Linked DNA regions of Zea mays: region 1 is linked to region 2. The links are chromatin contacts, called in public Hi-C maps. All regions are on one chromosome and are shown on one strand. Each heading gives the region's core, a stretch centred on a gene start, on an enhancer-like site or on the middle of the called end of the contact. The rest is flanking DNA. Distances are from core to core; before and after follow the strand shown.

Region 1 (2,898 bases), core at 2-2,501, 490 kb after region 2:
TCCTACATGATATATATTCATCTAGTATAACACATGTAATCTCTTATCTGTGTAGAGACAATCTGGGCGGCATCCAACAACCCTCATGATCGTCCAGCCCATCGCCGCACCAGTCCAACCACCCACCTCGCTGAGATACTTTGTGCACATGATCTTATCTTTGTTAGTGTTGTTAATACTTTGTGAGATAACTTGGTCTAAACTTGTTGATGTTGGTATTGCTTTGTGAGATACTTCAGACTTATGTTCTTGAGTGTTGGAGACTTATGTTTGGGTTCAAACTTGTTTGATTTATGAGATTTATGGTCTTTGTGAGATATGTGATGTATATGTGATTATTATGTGATATATGTGATGTATATATGATAATGTCTTTTGTTTGTTTGGATGGAATAGCAAAAACAAATAAAAAAGAGGTATTTTACCGAGTGTCAAGGTCATAGCAAACGACAAAGAAGGCACAACTGAGCACCGATAAAGCTTCTTTGCCAAGTGTTGTGTTGTTGGCACTCGACAAAGAAGCAAGATTTGCCGAGTGTCTCCTAGTGCACTTGGCAAAGGAACTGACGAAGGAGCCCACTGGTGATCCCTTTTCCGAGTGCTAGTCTGTCGGGCATAAGGCAAAGAAGTAATCTTTGTCGAGCGCCACCTAATACGCTCGGCAAAGGAACTGGTAAAGGGGCCCACCAGGGGCTTTTTGTCTAGTGTCAGTACGGTGGACACTCGGCAAAGAGTGGGCATGTGCTGAGTGCCGCTCGGCTGGCATTCGGCACAGGATCTGACACCGTCACTTGGCGTCGTGACGGCGACATTTTTTTGCCGAGTAACGAGTGGTACGCCGAGTGCCCGATAAAAAGTACTCGGCAAAAAAGCTGTTGCCGATGTATAGTTCACCGAGCCTTCTTTGCCGAGTGTTCGCCGATTGTTTTTCAGGCTTTGCCGAGTGCTTAAGACACTCGACAAAGCAGATGTTTCCGGTAGTAAATAATTAACACTTTAGATAAGAATATAATATGGGCTAATGTTTGTGCATATTTTTTTTACAGAGGGTGTATTACATCTCGTACGTCCAGATGGATCGATGGAGCTAGCTGAGCTGCGCACATGAACGATCATTCTCACGTTCCATCATATCATGCATCATGCTAGCTGCCTTGCTATTGTAAAGCAGCTTTCAGTTCAGAGTACACACGTACGTAGTCCTCCAGTATAGTAGTGTAGGGTCCATCTATAATATATATCGCTGTGGATCGGAGTACATGGTCACAGTGGTGACGGATGGATGTATGTATGCATGTGTGACAGAGGATGAGACAAGCAAGCAAGAATCTTTGCTGGCTCATGTGATATGATCCAGCCAGCAGCAGCTAGCACTCTGATCGATTAAGAAACTACAGCCGGCCAGTACGTACTGAATGCGATCGTCAGTAGTGTGCATGCAAAGCTATACATCAAACAGTGCATGCATGCTAGCTAGCTATATATATGTATCAACGAACGAATGGAAACAAACAACAGCGGGGCTGCAGATCGATCAATATCTACATGCCATGCCATCAGGCAAGCATCCACAGCACTAGCTAGCTATCTGAGAAGGAAGGAATCTCAGATCGATCAAAGGATGCATGCAGTCAGTCGTCGTCTTGCTTACTACGCAACAGCTAGCGCAGCAAGCAGAAGGGAATATATATTATGCATGCGCCGGCCTGTATGGTGACGTACGTACGTCAGTCACTGCTGCATAAACAGATCGAGCTAGCAGGTTAAATATTGTACTTATATATAGATTATTAGGCAATCAAGCACTATCACTCTAGCAGAAAGCAAGGACGACCAAAGGCAGCAGGTAATTAAGGACAACACAAGAGACAGAATTTCTTGAATGGATTAATGGATGTTTATAGTTCAGCTAGTGTCGCTGCAGATGATCAGCATCAATCAGTACATAAACATATATATATGTAGCTACCTATCTGTATAGCCAGTCACATGCATATGGAGGCATTCGATCGGGCAAAGTGACAAACACACATGGCACAAGCATCAGCTTTACTATTATGATCCCAGCGACTAGTTGCATTGCTAGCTAGATATATAGCAGTCCATATGCCTACATCGACCAAGCACGGCCAGACACTAATTAATAATAAGCATCTAGATGATCAACTTCATTCTCTATTGAATAGACCCTATCTGGGAGTGCTTACTGTGCAACCAGTGTATATATATCTATATATAAAGGAGTAGTAAAACAAATGGCTATGCCGGTAAATAAAATATTATGGAAGATCATTTGACCTCTACAAGTCAAGATATTTTCCTGCATCGTATTAAAAGAGGCGATTCGAACAAAAGTGATAATTAATTTGTGTTAGACACTATCGGAAACAGCTGCTTTGACGAGTGTCTAAAGCACTCGGCAAAGCCTGGAAAACACTCGACGAAGCCTTTGCCGAGTGTGACACTCGGCAAACAAGTCAAGATATTTTCCTGCATCGTATTAAAAGAGGCGATTCGAACAAAAGTGATAATTAATTTGTGTTAGACACTATCGGAAACAGCTGCTTTGACGAGTGTCTAAAGCACTCGGCAAAGCCTGGAAAACACTCGACGAAGCCTTTGCCGAGTGTGACACTTGGCAAATAAGTCTCGGTGAACTGTACATTGGCAACGACTTTTTTGCCAAGTACTTTTTGTCGGGCACTCGGCAAACTACGTGGCGTGGTTCTCGGCAAAGAAAAGTCGCCGTCACGGCGACAGAGACTTTTCCGAATACCATCGTGACACTCTGCAAAGGCTCACTCTTTACCGATTGTCTACTGTACTCGCACTCAACAAAGGCTCACTCTTTATCGAGTGCCCGCTGGACTAGCTTTCGGCAAAGGGAGCACCAGAGGT
Region 2 (2,996 bases), core at 200-2,699:
TTTCGCCCTATTCACCCCCCCTCTAGGCGACTTTCAGTAGCTTCTTTTGATATAACATACCTTTTTATTTTTGTGCTTATAGCTTCCTAGCATTCTTATGCTTTTCTAGCAACATTGTCGAATGAAAACATTTTGTGCCTCTGATGTTGGCCTCGACGACACAAAAACATGTATTAAAACTACCACTGCAATTAGAATGGAGATGGAATACACTGATTGGTAAAGTGTCACATTACAAGAATATCTACCAACAAACAATTAACTCAAAATTTAAACTTCAACATCCAAGTGAGTCAGCCAATCTAGTTCACTACCATATCTGAGACACTGAAGATCCAAGGACTGGTGCGAATAACATCTGACATAATGAATCCAAACCTAGCCATTTTACCCTATTGAGTAGAGGTGTAGACAAATGACAAACAAATGCAAGGGTAGTCACTAACCCAATACCTTCTTCATATTCGCCCTCGAGAACTCCCATTTCATGGTCGACTTGTTCTCCGGCAAATCAAGGTGCTGCAAGATCAGGCAAACACAAGTGTAGCGGATCTGAGGAGTGCTCACGTACTTAAGAGCTATGGAGAAGGGCCTGGTGCTGAAGTTAGAGCCCCTAAAGGAGACGGTGGAGTAGCCTACGATAACGATCTATAAGCGAAACTTTCCACAAAGGAGATCGAACAATTATTTTTGGTAAATGGTGGGTGTAGGGTTTGGGCAGAGAAGAGGTCCGACCGAAGACGAATCGAGCGAGAGGTCGATGGCTTTCGATGCTATGTAAGGCCGAGGTGGCGTCGAGGCGCACTTCCGTTGGCATCATGGTGGTGTGGTCGGCTGGGGAGGCGACCAGATGTGGACCTCAGTGGTGATTTGGGGGAGGAGGAAGAAGGTGTGGTGGCCGTGGTCATAGAGGAGCATGTTGTCGTCATGGTTGTCGGAGCCGCAGGTGTCGTGGAGGAAGGTCGTGCCCCACGGCGAGGCGGGCTGGTGGAGCAATTCGAGCACGGACGACAATTGCGAGGTGGGGAGACAATCAGACAAGGACAGCGTGGAAGGGATGGGAGCTGGACACAGTGTGGGGTATGAGAGCTGGACACGAGCTAGCTCAAAGCTCAGTTTAAGGACGAGTTCGCATCTGTGCCTTCGGCACAGCCGGAGCGCGTCGTACGGAGAGCGCTCGAAATCGGGTGAGGTTTTAATAAAGAAGATAGCCCATGTCTGCTTAGGGCCTGTTCGCTTTCCTCTCAGTCCATGTGGATTGAGTGTGATTGGATGTGTTTAAATTCCAAATAAGTCATAATTTTTCATAATTTTTTTAATACCAGCCAATCCATATGTTAGGAATAACCGAACCAGGCTTATTTGAAACACACTTTTTTTGGTTGATTTTGTGGTAACGAAATTTGAAAAGAAAGCATATAGACTGATGAGACGCACGGATTCATGACTAGATTGGAATCCAATTCCAGGGCTACACATGCATCCATGGAATTCATGACTTGCACGCATGTGGCGGCGAGGCAAGTGGCAACGTGAGCGGCGGTACGGCACAAGGCCACGACAGGCCAAAAGAGAGGAGACGGAGCAATGGAATTGGAAGGCCACGAGAGGAGTCTGAGCTCGCCGCTTTAGCGAGCGCAAGCAGAGCCTGCCAAAAGGCTAGAGAAAAAAAAATCCGCCTTCTCCTCCCAGTCGCAGGCCAGGCTCAGCCTCCCCTCTCCCCTCCTCGGCATCTTCGCCGCCGGCGATCTATCTCTCTCACAATGGCGGCGCCCATGTCAGCCATCGACTCAGCGTGGCAGGTACCCCCACCTACTATTCCCCCTCCCTCTCTCTCTCTCTCTCTCTCTCTCTCTCTCTCTCTCTCTCTCTCTCTCTCTCTGCCAATCAATCTCTGCTCCGCTCTCTTCTCTCCCTCCTCATCCCCAGATCTCTGTCTCTCACTGCTGTTCCTCGCCGGGGGAAACGTAACGGGAAAACACAAATGAATGCAGCTCCTGATCGCCAACTTCACCGAGTTCCAGCTCGCCACCGTCGTCACCTTCCTGCTCCACGAGACCGTCTTCTTCCTCTCCGGCCTCCCCTCCCTCCTCTTCGAGCGCTTCGGACTCTTCGCCAAGTACAAGATCCAGGTACCCCCATCCCCATGCTTCTTTTTTTTCTTGTCCTTTTCCTTTTGAGCCAGTGCCCACTGCCGCTGCTAATCTGAAAGAGTAACATGCCCGATTTGATCCATTCACCTCTCGGCCCGTCAATTGTCTGTCAGTCGCCCAGCCTGCGTCCATTAATGGATGGATCTTCTTGTCTCCTCAAATCATATACTAGTAGGAATCAAAAGGTTACACAACTTCGCTCGGAAAGAGTAGGAGTAGGAGGAACAAACAGCAAATAAATGGGACGATAGGGCTCCCAGACTGGGCAAATCGAGGTGACACTTTCCTCTTCCGCTTAACCCACCCACCGTGGAGGAGGATCCAGTGATAACTGTTTTCGCTACCCACTGTGACCACATAAAGACATGGAAAGATGAACATAGAGTCGCCGTCCTTTCCCTTTCAGTTTCCCTTTTTCCCCACAGAAGGGAGAACGGAAATCGGGAGAATTCGTTCCCATTGTCCACGTCTTCGCGATTAACATGTACATTTTTACAGGGAACTGTTGAATATTTGATCTTTACAGCGCTCACCTTGCAATAGTATTGTTTCAGCTGTTCGCACCATGCCATATTAATATTCAGTTAATCTTTTCTATCCAGATCTTATCTAACTTTCTTTAGAATTGAAATTGAGTTGTTCCATAAGAAAACATAGCTACGACCAAGGGTTTGGCTAAATTGGAGATTCAGTGATATTTTGTTCCACTAGATATTCTGGTTCTTTCATCGGATTGCAATGCCTAGATTCCCATGTGAAGCAGAACATGCATGCTATTAATTCTGTTCCAAGCTCCTAGTGCCCATAAACAAATAATGGTTGACCCTTGTTAGGAATGGCTGC

The links. Hi-C and Micro-C count contacts between places; a contact is called where the count stands out from the background.
Region 1: a Hi-C map of ear shows a contact between it and region 2, with 2.4 times the contacts expected there. The contact joins the enhancer-like site here to the promoter of LOC542766 in region 2. A contact is called at or near these places in 2 of 25 Hi-C or Micro-C datasets (ear and leaf).

Annotation. Positions count from the first base shown.
Region 1 is chr4:1,125,615-1,128,512 of Zm-B73-REFERENCE-NAM-5.0, forward strand. No RefSeq gene overlaps it. Among protein-coding and RNA genes, the nearest start is that of LOC100285388, 13 kb to the right of the region's middle. Within about 2 kb of position 1,252, at least 13 of the 20 cell types and tissues checked have an H3K27ac peak or open chromatin away from gene starts, as enhancers often do. A contact at or near this core is called in ear, where this site is marked.
Region 2 is chr4:635,923-638,918 of Zm-B73-REFERENCE-NAM-5.0, forward strand. LOC542766 (c-4 methylsterol oxidase) reads left to right here and starts at 1,450. Exons shown (of 7, transcript NM_001279592.2): 1 at 1,450-1,802; 2 at 1,995-2,132. The coding sequence starts at 1,764.